3 separate regions of the Rattus norvegicus genome follow, and regions 2 and 3 are each linked to region 1. The links are chromatin contacts, called in public Hi-C maps. All regions are on one chromosome and are shown on one strand. Each heading gives the region's core, a stretch centred on a gene start, on an enhancer-like site or on the middle of the called end of the contact. The rest is flanking DNA. Distances are from core to core; before and after follow the strand shown. Region 1 holds the start of Asap1 (ArfGAP with SH3 domain, ankyrin repeat and PH domain 1). Region 2 has its middle 210 kb from the start of Asap1. Region 3 overlaps Asap1 (ArfGAP with SH3 domain, ankyrin repeat and PH domain 1).

The links. A called contact is a pair of places that touch in the nucleus more often than the background predicts.
Region 2: a contact with region 1 is called in a Hi-C map of prefrontal cortex, with 2.8 times the contacts expected there. The contact joins the enhancer-like site here to the promoter of Asap1 in region 1. A contact is called at or near these places in 2 of 12 Hi-C or Micro-C datasets (frontal cortex and prefrontal cortex).
Region 3: a Hi-C map of Schwann cells shows a contact between it and region 1, with 3 times the contacts expected there. The contact joins the enhancer-like site here to the promoter of Asap1 in region 1. A contact is called at or near these places in 3 of 12 Hi-C or Micro-C datasets (Schwann cells, frontal cortex and kidney) and 1 of 1 datasets of contacts at active chromatin or transcription factors (oligodendrocytes).

The regions. Positions count from the first base shown.
Region 1 is chr7:97,979,457-97,983,503 of GRCr8, reverse strand. Asap1 (ArfGAP with SH3 domain, ankyrin repeat and PH domain 1) reads left to right here and starts at 1,554. Exons shown (of 30, transcript NM_001044245.2): 1 at 1,554-1,641.
Region 2 is chr7:98,188,005-98,191,832 of GRCr8, reverse strand. No RefSeq gene overlaps it. Among named protein-coding and RNA genes, the nearest start is that of Asap1, 210 kb to the right of the region's middle. Within about 2 kb of position 1,757, at least 14 of the 93 cell types and tissues checked have an H3K27ac peak or open chromatin away from gene starts, as enhancers often do. A contact at or near this core is called in prefrontal cortex, where this site is marked.
Region 3 is chr7:97,773,218-97,777,128 of GRCr8, reverse strand. The region is part of intron 5 of Asap1 (ArfGAP with SH3 domain, ankyrin repeat and PH domain 1); the gene reads left to right. Among named protein-coding and RNA genes, the nearest start is that of Cyrib, 130 kb to the right of the region's middle. Within about 2 kb of position 2,123, at least 27 of the 93 cell types and tissues checked have an H3K27ac peak or open chromatin away from gene starts, as enhancers often do. A contact at or near this core is called in Schwann cells, where this site is marked.

The DNA of each region.
Region 1 (4,047 bases), core at 305-2,804:
CAACGTGTACTAATTGAGGGGCTCCCATGTGCTAATTCGGCACTGTGAGTCAGAACAAAAGAGACAGTCAAGAATTCTGGGATGGGATGCTGGGGGAGGTGATGGCGATGACGGTGTGGGGGCCAGACCCAAGTGGATCAAAGGGTTAGGGGAACTGTGAGGGCCCAACTTCTGCTCTGTGATTTATCTGTCAACTTCAGACCGGTAGAGGTTCTTTCCCAAATGTAGATAGGATGGTAGGTGAAGGACAGGAATCCCTGGTTGGGTTCCTGGAGCCCAGCTTGGAGTTTTTCCTGTGACCTGTAACCAGTGAAAGTGTTGGAGAAAAGACATGCATTTGGCTGCCAAGCACAGGTCTGTTCGTCCTTGGGAGACAAGCTGGTACCCAAGTTTCAGTTCCCAGCATGTTCACTTCAGTTCTCGCTTGTACGCACGTGGTCCTTCCTCTAAATCTCGGAGTCAGAGGAATCTGAAACACTCAAGCAAAACCACCAAACTGCAGCCTACAGGTAAAATGTGGCATTTCCTGGGGAAACCACAATGAATCACTCCCAATGGCTGCCCAGACTCCCCTGCTGGTTCTCTTAAACCTCCAGGGGCATCTCAAGGCTTATTAACATGCCCTCCCCGAAGTCTCCCACCCTCAGGTTAAAAACAAAATCTCAAATCTTGTGAGTCCTGGTGAATTTCTAATTTCACCAGAAAAGGGTCTATGCAGTGGCTGACCTTTTCTTCTACAGACAAGACTCAAAGAAAAACAATCACCTGTAATTAAGGAGAAACTGACACCCTTAGGCCAGACCTGCCCCTGAGCTGTGTAGGTCCACACAGACATGCAGAATACACACCCTACAAGTTAGAAGCCTCCTTTCTCTGAAGTCTCTAGATTGCAGCAATACCCAAGCATGGGTATCACCGATGTTGCCAACATCCCTGTCTAAGCATCTTGTTTTCAAATGAAGACTATGACACTCCTTTCTTATTTGAGAAACTGAGGCTTAAGGAAGAATCATTTGCAGGAAAGAGGAAAAGGCCATTCTCCAACCAGGCTTCAGAGACCGGAATGTGCGATATGCCAGATCATCAGTGTGGTGTGCTGACCCAAACGGTTTTCCCTCCAGGCACTGGGTAAAAAGATAGAAATCGACGGGAAGGAACAGGCGAAAGTAGCCTAGGAGAAGTCATGGCGGGATGGGAGAGGCCACAGTCTTCTGGTGTCCTAGCTTTAGCAAGCCCCACTTCAAGGCCAAGGTTCTCTGTTGATAAGCCCCACCTCTGCTCTCTGTGGCCAAGGAGGCCCACCCCATGCATCTCCTCCTGCACGGTCCTACTCCTGAGCCCTGAAGTGTGCCGGCTGGCCAAGGGTTAAGCGCGGCGGGAGCCCCCGGCGCGGGGCAGCGGCGGGCCGGGAGTGCTTAGTCAGGATTCCGATTTCCTGCTGAAGTGTTTGGATTTCCTGCAGCCCGCGCCCGCCGTCGCCGCCGAGCGGGCTCGAGAGAGCGGCTCCGCGTCGCCGGCCTCCTCCTCCTCCCCCTCGGCACATGGTCACCCGCCCCTTCCTGCGCCGCGCTCGGCTCCCGCGCCTCGCCCGGCCTCGCCGCGCCCGTGATGGAATAATGCCCAGCGGCCCGCCCGGTCCCGGTGAGTGGCGAGGCGGCGGGGCGGCGGGAACAGGCGCGGCGGGGCGTTGCACGGCCACCCGGACACCCCTGTGGGCTCCGGGTGTCCCCGTCTGCCCGCAGAGCACCAGCCGGGGGCGTGCGGGGCGCGCGGCCGGCTCTGCAGGGGTTGGCGGGGCGGACCGGGAACTCCGCTGCCGCAGCGCCGGAGCGCGCGTTCTCCTGTTCCGCGGAGGCGACTCCGGTTGGGGGCGTGCGCCCAGGGCGCAAGGCTCCCAGCTCAGGGAGGAGGCCCGGGCAGCCGCTGGGGCGCTCTCGGAGTCCGCTGGGGCGCTTTCTCTGTCCTCCCGGGCACTCTCCCCTCCCATCGGGGCTCTCCCTTCCCTCGGGCGCTCTCCCGGCCCTCTGGGGCGCTTTCCTTCTCCTCCCCGGCACTTTTCCCGGTTATCCCGGGGCGCTCTCTGAGCCGCGCGGCGGGGAGGCGCGGGCTTTGGCCGCCGCATTGTCTCTGGCGCAGCGGAGGAAAGTTCCCCTCGGCGTGGGTCCCGGCCTGGACATGGCGCTGCCAGGCAGGCCCCAGACCACTAAAAGCAAAAGAAGCCGGGAATGGGGGTGGTAATCCCCCGTGGGAACCGAGAAGTGCCTTGTGTCTTCCGCTTGTACAATTTTGGAACCTGATGCTTTTTATGAGAGCAACAGTAAGTTTAAACGAAACGGGGGGAAAAAGAGAAACTCGCTGGTATCTGGTTTTCTACTGTTTAATTCATCCAGATACATCATCTCGCGCCCTCGTAGGGCGGGTTCATTTTATCAAGGAGAGGCTTAGCTAAGTCTAGACCAAGTTAACTTGACCTTACCCTTAGCATACTGATGCAAAAGACCATTTTCCTCCTTGTATCGACTCCATCAGGTTGTTTTAGCAGAATTGATTCTAGGATAGCAGTGATACAGGATTGCTGAGTAATGTTTTGAGACTGTAAAACACAGAATTTAGTTTTTAGGCCAGTTTCATGTCTGTTCTAGCCTGAGTGGCCAGGTCTTCTTGCTCGGCCACTAGAAGGCCTTTGGGAATGGGGCTGAGGGGGCCATAGAAGAAAAGAATCTCGGAAAACAACTGTTTTCTCTTTTAATGTGGAAGAGTTTCAGAAAGAGACCTGTTTTGTCTAAGGACACAACTACTTGGTGGCCTGGCTGGGAATAGCTAACTTCCAAGTCTATAAACTCTGGGGCCTGGCCTCTGTGACTATGCCAGATTGTGATCTGCCAGCCACAAGTGTTACTGTGTCTCTCAACGGTCTCCACTTTAGCACCTTCTCCTGTTCTCTTATCTGTTATTGCCGCCGTTTTAGAGACATGCAGTTATCTCAAAGAACATATTTTGAGATTAGGAGTTTAAAAATTACTGTTTAGAATGCATAATGATTTTAAGTACTCGAAGGATGATTTTAAGAGTTAGCAAAAGAGGAAAAGAAAGAAAAAGAAAAGACATTGTCCAATTTCTGTTCACTGATGCAAGTGGATTTGGGATTCAGCTACCAAATGGATTTGAAATGTATAGTGGTAGTTGTTATATGGGGAATTGCTTTTCTCTAGTCTTCCATTTTTTTTTGTTTCAAACAGACAAACTCCAAACCGGCACTGTCTTGACATAGAATGTGCTGTTGAGATTTTCAGAAGTCTCGATTCTGAGTCCTCCTCTCTCTCTGAGCCAGGCAGCCCACCTAGTTTCCTCTTCTTGAAAGCTGAGTGGCTGGCTTTTCATTTTTAGTATGTGATAATGTTGGAGAGAAAGGACTTTTTCACAAGCTTGCCATTTGGTGAAGGAAATTGAAATTCCTTACACCTCTCCAGTCCTCCCCAACCACAGCCAGATAGATTTTCAATACCAATGCAGGCCTTGCAGGCTAGAGATGAATGTGTGCATTCAAGCCTAGCCTTCCTAGTCTGGGCCCTCCTCCCAGCTGGCTGCTCCATGTTGTTCCCAGGTGGCTGCGGTCTAGGGGAAACGAGAGCCCCTTGTACCTGTGCTTTTCGTGGGTTTTCCCTACCAAGGTCTCATTGTGTCTGATGGGATCTTCCTGGTCCCTTTACATTTTCTCCTCCCCTCTTCTTTTTCTCTCACTGGTGTATCTGATATGGGCTCCAAGGGCTTTTCTAGAAATCTGCACAAATGATCCTTACATAAGCGATGATGACAGTGACACTAAGCACTTGTTGCGTGCTCTCGACTTGTTGCCTCCTAAGAAGGACCAAGAGAGTGTTAGGGAGATGGCTCAGTGGGGAAGAGTGTTTGCTGTACAAGCATAAAGACCTGAGTTCAAATCTCTAGCATGCATGTAAAAAGCTAGATGCCCTGGTAAATCCACACCCACTGAGTGAGTGGGTGAAGACAGCATGGTTGCCTTGGCCTAGCTTTAGGTACAGTGAG
Region 2 (3,828 bases), core at 508-3,007, 210 kb before region 1:
AATGATAACTGCTCAACATGAAGTGTCCACTGGTGCATTAGTGACACGAGCATTGTAGGAGCAGCCAACCACTTTCTAATTGGATTTAAGGCTCACTCCCCATGATGGAGCTCACACCCAATACTGTTAACAAGGCTAAAAAAAAATCTGTGTCTGGCTACATCATAGGCCTTAGGAGAGAACCTAATAATATTCTGCCATGAGGACATAGTAATAAGCTGCCTCTACCTTCTCATCTTCAGATTCATAGATCAGTGCTGCTTATTAACACTCATTAGGGAGGCTTCTTTCTTCGTTAGACAGCGGCTAACACAAACCCACAGTAGTCAATTTTCAGATTAAAAAACAAAACAAAGCAAGAACTCCATCGCATGCTCAGCTCTGAGTCATCCGTGTCTCATCCCTTCCCCACAGGCTCAGAGATTAGCATAGAATGGACGGAAGACCAGTCATAGCCAGAGGCAGTGGAAGTTGCTTGAAAGGACAGCACACCATTGCACACAGAAACTTTTAGCAGCTGTGACTTCATGCAGAAAATCGAACTGGCCAAAAGCCCAGCATAAGGGAAGAACTGGATGGGAGGAAAAGGAGTTTTATGTGACCAAAACAAACAATATACATATATAAATTTTTCAGACAATAAAAGTTAATATATATATATATATATATATATATATATGTTGGATAATATCTTAAGAGGCTCTGGATCATACTTTGTCTTTTTAAGCAGGCCGTCCCCTGTTGTATGACAGGTGAAGATCCCAGTGGATGTATATATACATCTTCAGCTTTTTACTCGGCTGCATCCAGCTGGCTCACTCTGCTTCAGTCCAGAAGGGTAGAATGGAAGTTCAGGTGCAGCCCCAGCACCCTGCCATCTTTCGTCTGAACATTGAGCATCTCTCATCACTTGGTTGCCTTCAGCTAAGCTCAACCTCCCTCTTAACCTGGCATCTCACTTGTGAGTACCTTGCTCACTATACTGCTTTTATGCTGCAAAGCTGTGACCTTCGCTCACCTTGCTGGCTCTTGCCAACACCAGAGGAGGAGAGAGAGTGATAATGAGCCCCACTTCCAGCAACCTCACTCTGGCTTATTGGCACAGATTCTCAGGGGGACTTGTCTTACATAAAGATGGGGCAGTAGAAATGGAGTCCTGGCTTGACCTACCTGGCACTGTCTTGTTTGTATAACATGAATAGCATGAGTCCTCTATTTGTGAACATTCCATAAGATAATATTTATAAAGCACATCTTGTAGGGCACATTAAACAGTAAACATTTATGAAATGATAGTTGATATGATAACAGTTGGTCCGGAAAATCAGCCAATTAATTCATTGCTAGAAACAGGAATAATAAATGAACAAGATGTCTCATTGCCCTCTTAGAACATGGGTAACATTAATATGCTGTGTTAAACAGGAGGCTAGCGATAAAAGCAACTTGCTAAGAAAGCATGGATAAAACCGTTTTTAGAAGAAGTGGTACTAGAGGCAGGCTTTAGAGAATCAGTAGTTTTCCAGGTGGCAACGTGCATGTGGGAGTGAAAGAATATTATGGGCAAAAGGAATTTTAAGAGCAAATCACAGAGCTGCTATAGACATTTTAAAACATGGCTTCTAAACACTTTGTCAAATCAAGAGGTGAAGCTGATGTAACCTATTCTAGAATCTGAGTCATATGACTGCCTCAGCAATAGGAGCCAATATGAGTGAAGCTAGGCTTTTTCTGAAGACAGTCCATTTCCTGTGTCTTCAAACACACACTTGGAACTTGCTTGGTGAGTTGTGAAGAAGCCAAGCCACCACATAGGGAGGCTACATATAGCTACCCAACAGACAGCCCCAGCTGAGATCTCAGCCAACAGCTAGCACTGACTGCCAGCCACGTGAATATGCCACGTGGAAAGCAAAGCCTTAGCCTCAGGTCAACAGCCCTGGCAGATGCTACATGAGACAGAGAAGCCCCATCCTTGCTGAGCCCTGCCCCAATGTGGATGCATGAGCTAAATTAATGAGTACTGCTGCTTAAAGCCATTGCATGTTGTGATAGCTTGCTAGGAAGCCATAGGTGAGAAAGTTAGCAGTCTATTTATAAATTTGTGGTTAGTCTGACTTTGGAAAGAACAGACACAGGGATGGAGAAAGCCTTTGAGATACCCCACACAGGAGAAGTGGGAACAAGAGAGTCATGAAGACCAACTAGGCAGTTGCATTCAGATTTTCTCTATGCCCATATTTCTCCTGAGACACTCCAAAGTGTCCTTTAACATGATCACAAACAACATTGTAAAATATTAAGGATTCTTTCCAAATATATGTTGCCACTAACATACACATTTGGCTTCTGTGGAATCCTATTAGCATACTGTAGAAGTTGAGTTCTATGAAAGATGCTTTAAGAAATTCTTTTCTGAGGATGAAGAGTTGGCTCAGAGGTTAATAGCATGTACTGCTCTTCCAGAAGACTAGAGTTCAGTCCCAAGAATTCACTTGCAGGAGCTCAAAGCTGCCTATAATTCCAAGGGGTCTGAGATTCTTTTCTGGCCTCCACAGGCACTCCCATACAGGGTCACACACACACACACACACACACACACACACACACACACACACGCACGTACTCACGCACGCGCGCGGGCGCACACACACACAAACAAACAAACAAACAAATAAATAAATAAATAAAATCTATCCCCTCCATCCAAGTGGGTTGAAAATTCCAAAATTTAACCTCATTCCTGCTGCTTAGGAGATCTCCTAGTTGCTCTGGTAGTTAATGTACAATCCCCGAAGTGCTCTCTCTCTCTCTCTCTCTCTCTCTCTCTCTCTCTCTCTCTCTTCATCCCTCCTTCCCTCCCCTATCCTAACAGTTATATTAGGATTGTCTGACTCAGGGGAAAAGGAGGTTTGTGTTTTCCAAGAATGAAAACAACACTTTGGGTTCAAAGCTTCCACACCTTCCATGAAGACTTGACAGGCACAATCTGTTGACTGGCTGGCTTGTCCCAGACTCAGCATCCCTATAAATACATGTGCATCATCTGTTTCCTTTATTTGGACCAGGTAGATTTCTATAGATTGATCCTCTATAATTGTCATCAGATCTGGATTTTAAAAAAAAAAGATGTGTCTACAACCTCAGCAAAGTTCTGTTTTGGTGGACAAGGGGAAGGACAAAGTCACATGTAGTTTCTATCCATTCAATATCAAAACTCTACCTGATGGTGGGGCCAGTTACACAACATATAGCAGGCACCTGGACAAATGAGGTAGCTGACCTATCACAAGATAGGTCCAGAAAGGTTGCAAAGTCAAAAGCATGGATAGATTCAATAATTCAAACGGTAGCATGTGCCTGAAGGACAGCAACAAGATGTCATACTGCAGAAGGAGGGAATGGGGTCTACTTCAGACATGGCAGTCAGAGAAGACGTGAATAGATGAGGGCTGAAGACAAGAGGAAAGAGTATTCCTAGTGTTTTCTAGAGTTTTGGTAGTCCGTCCGTATAATTTTACAAGGTCCTACCAATAGACCACTTGAGTCAGTAATCCTGATGGAGGCTCATCTTTCTATTTGCATTGGAAAGCATTTTCATAGATTGAGCTCCCCAAAAGCAGATCCTAACACAGAAGCACATATGAAGATGTTTATTGGAAAGACTTCCCAGGACACAAAACAATAGGAAGATGAGGGCCCAGGAATGGAAGTGAGAGAAGTCAAGCAAGGCCCATTATGAAGCAAAGTGTGGCAGAAAGGAACTGGGGCAATTTCATAGGGAGCTATGGAGATGGCCCAGATCACACTCAAGCTGTCCCGGTGAGA
Region 3 (3,911 bases), core at 874-3,373, 210 kb after region 1:
CTTGGACCGTGCTTTTCTTTGGAATCTTTTTGGGAAGGGTCCCTAACTCTTAGAAAACCAGCATCGGGTAGATATTTTCTTGGTCTGCTAGCAGGAGTTGTCTGTAGGACCATCTAATCAACAGGTATTGCTGCCTCTGAGTGCCTTGCTTACCAAACCCAGGCAGAGAGGCATCTTTTCTGTGGCCCCAAGTCAAGCACTGGACTTTTTACAGAGACCAATAACTACACCTTCCTTAGACATATGTGCAAAGATATAGTTGTTGTTTAAGAAACAAGCATATACAAGAACTGATGAGATTTAAATAAGGTCTGTAGTGTAATCATCTTAGTTTCAGTTTCTAGATTTTAATAAAATAATATGTAAGCTGTTGTTGCTACCAGAAAAGTTGAAGAATAAACAGGATCCTCTCTATACTGTGTTTTTAAATTTTTGTGAGTTTAAGTTTTTTGGAATATAAATCATAGTCTAGGCATCAAGTTATAATCTAGAGGAACAAAAATGTTTAATAAAATATCACTATGTCCAAATGTCATTGTAAAGAAATGTACAGAACCAAAGTCCACTGGCCTCCATTGTGCCTCAAGGAGGCTGGGGTGTGTCTTCGGCCTTCTGCCTTTGCACTTCCCTAGGTTTTGTGAGCCAGTGTTTCCCTCCTGGTAAATTTCTTTTTCTAACATCAGTTGTGTGGTTTTCATTCTGAGAAGATGGAGGGATCTACACTGCTTCCAGAAGTTGGTCTGTTAGGTGTCTTATATCTACGAAATGCTGCCTCTTAGTGGTGAGGAACTAGAGAAACATGGACATGGTGGGATGTTTAACATGTCTGTGACAAGATACAAGAGCTTTAGGAAAGAAAAGGTTACCAACAGCTGCTTTCCCATGTGTTGGAAAGATGTCTACATCCTGATTTCGTCGCTTTTATAAAAGGAGACTGATGATCAACCCGGGCCATGTCACTCTCAGTGTATGTATTGTATGTATGGAGGGTCTGTACAAATACGGGGATAAGCAGGCAGGACCTATCAGTGAGAAATGCACACCCGAGCCCTCTACAAATTCATGTTGTGGTTGGATTTTCAGAAGTTATGTAAAGCACCTATGTACCATGCGGTTCTTCTGTGGTGGTGTGGATACCTACCATCACTGTGCCCATTTAAAATTCAGTATATTAGCAAGAAGGACTACTTTTACAATGCACTCCTTACAATAGCTAGATAAAAGTAGACTGCTCTTGAATTTAGCTGCTTGTGGTTTTGTTGCTCGTTTGATTAAATATACAGTATCAAGATTAAGCTCATGATTTTAACCTTTGAAAAGAAAGCAATAATACAGTGGTTGCTTGGTGAACAGTGCTGGCTGGTCATGTGATCCCAGCAAAGGACATGAAGCATCAGATACATTTAAAGTTCCCAAAAGGCAAAATCGCTCTGGGGAAGAGATTCTCTGTGGTTAAGAGGACGCCATTTAAATGCCATGCCCTCAAAGTCCTTGCTGCAGTGGTCTTACAGTCTGTCTGCAAACCTTATTTAACAGTAGTGACTGTGGTCAGAGGGTGTCTAGTCCAGGCAGGACTCTTGGTGCCCCTGGTCCCTTCTCTGCCCTAGCCTTTCCACAGCCCTGCAGCTCGTCCTTGAGCCATGAAGGGCAGTTTCTGCTGCAGAGCTGCTGGAGCCGCAGAAAGTTCCGCAGTGGCAGAGCACTGCCTGTTTACACTGTCTGACTGCAGAGTGTTGTGGTTTGGGTTAAGGATTGCTTTTTGTTTTATTTTCTTTTTTATTTCTCAGTTTCTTTTCTCTCCAGATGAAAATAGCTGAAAACATGCATGTTGAATCTAGATTTTTATCACATTATTTTTGAGACTTTTCTTTGAAATGTTAAAAAGTGTAGAAAGGATAGTTATGCCCAGTGGCGGTTGCTGAATATCCTGAACTCTAATGCCTTTTTGAAGATCTCGTCTTTTTCTCATTTAAATGAAAATATAATTACATAATTTCCCTTCCCATCCCTCTCTTCAACCCCTTCCCCTGTGTCCTGGACACACACACACACACCACACACACACACACACACGGAGACTCCTAGCCTCTGTTCACTGTTACTGCTCTGTGTCCTGCCCCTTGGTACTGGACAACCAAATAAGGGCTCATTCCCAGGGACACTGTTTCCCGGTCTCAGCCCTGTAGACCAGTTCTCTGTCTAGAGGTGGAGACCCCGAGGTTCCCCTTCCATGTTAGCACAGCTCTTGGTATATCGGGTCTTGTGAGGTAGCCGTGTTGTTAAGGAAGCTTATTTGTCATTTCTCGGAGACACAGTCTCACAACAGATTTCTTTGTCCTCTTGCCTTTGATGCTCTGTTTTGTTACAGATGTACCCGTTATTTCTGGCTCCCCACATACCTTCTCATCTTTTCGCAGAATGATAATACATAATTGAACGGCTTTGGTGTTTGTACTGTTACCCTCTCTTGCCCCCCACCCCCCTCATGCCCTGATGTGACTCATGACCATTTAGCAATGTGGGACATTCACATGGGTGTGGGTGGATGAGCAAGAGGGAAAGGATTTGGGGTGTTTCTTTTTTTTATTATGAAAGTTACATGTGTTTACTACAATAAAACAGGAATATGGAAAAATTCAAAAAGTAAAGATTATTACATAATTTGACATTTTAATGTAATATTCCTTTTATACAGTTAGATATACTGATTCATATATATGCAATTGCAATATATTTATATATATATATATATATATATATTTTTTTTTACATTGTGTCCAAGATCCTGACAGTTAGATAATCTTAGGATTCGGGGTTTGTATCTTAGATAGGGATGGTGTAGGTGCCATCTCTTCTATAATGCCACCCAGGTGTTCCCTTTGCAGTGAGACATTGAATGCTCATATGAAATCAAGTAAATCAAAGATGGTGATGAGTTCCAGCCCAAGGCAGAGCTACCTACAGTGAAACACAGTCTATCATGGAAGGCACGAGTGTCAACAAAACATACATCATATATTCATTTCAGAAGCTTTTAGAGTTTTTCCTTGTGTTTTGAAAGCTTGCTACCTCTCTGTGACATATAAATAAAATTGGAAAGTCATTTTCATGAGCTAGTTGTAGCCAGACCATAACTAATGTCTTGGAATTTTCTCTCATCAGTATACAGTTGCTATGTAATAAATGTATGCAGTGTACAGAAGTCATGTGTAATCCAGGCTGAATTTTAAATTAGTAAGAGCTATTGCACATTAAAAATATTTTAAATAGAAAGTCAGATAGTGATTTTTAAGTAGGATTGAATTTTCAGCCTGTAACATTTGCATGTGGCAGGTAACACTTTGATCAAGAGTGTGTACACACTATATCATAGAGAACTGATCCTTAACTCAAGGTATACTTGAAAAACAGCATCTGGAACCAGGAAAGGCATGCTTTAAAGCTATGGGTCCATAGCAGAAGAAGGAAGGAGGAAAGAACCTGGTCACTTGCTAGAGATTTGTTCAGAGTGACATTAAAAATGGCCTGCTGTCACTTGCTTGTCGGTATGTCTTTTTGTTTTTCGTTTGTTTTTTGTTTGCAGTATCAAGTCTTCAATACTAGCCACTCTGGGCAATGTAAGAGAGGCTGTCTTTAACTTAGTTAAATAACTGATTAATTAGCCTCGTCTCATCCTCAGTCTTTAAGCCAGCAGCATTGCTGTTATTTAACGTTATGGAAACTTTTGCTTATGCTGTGGTAGGGACTGACTGAAGCACATTACATGTTGTATTAGACCTGGTTAGTGAGTATGTGCCACCGTCGTGAGTGTAGTACATGTGAGTTTCCTCCTCGTGTCACATGCCTTCTGAAGGAGCCTGGTTCACGTAAGACTCCATCAGGGAGTCAGGCACATGGCCGTCCTCAGCAGG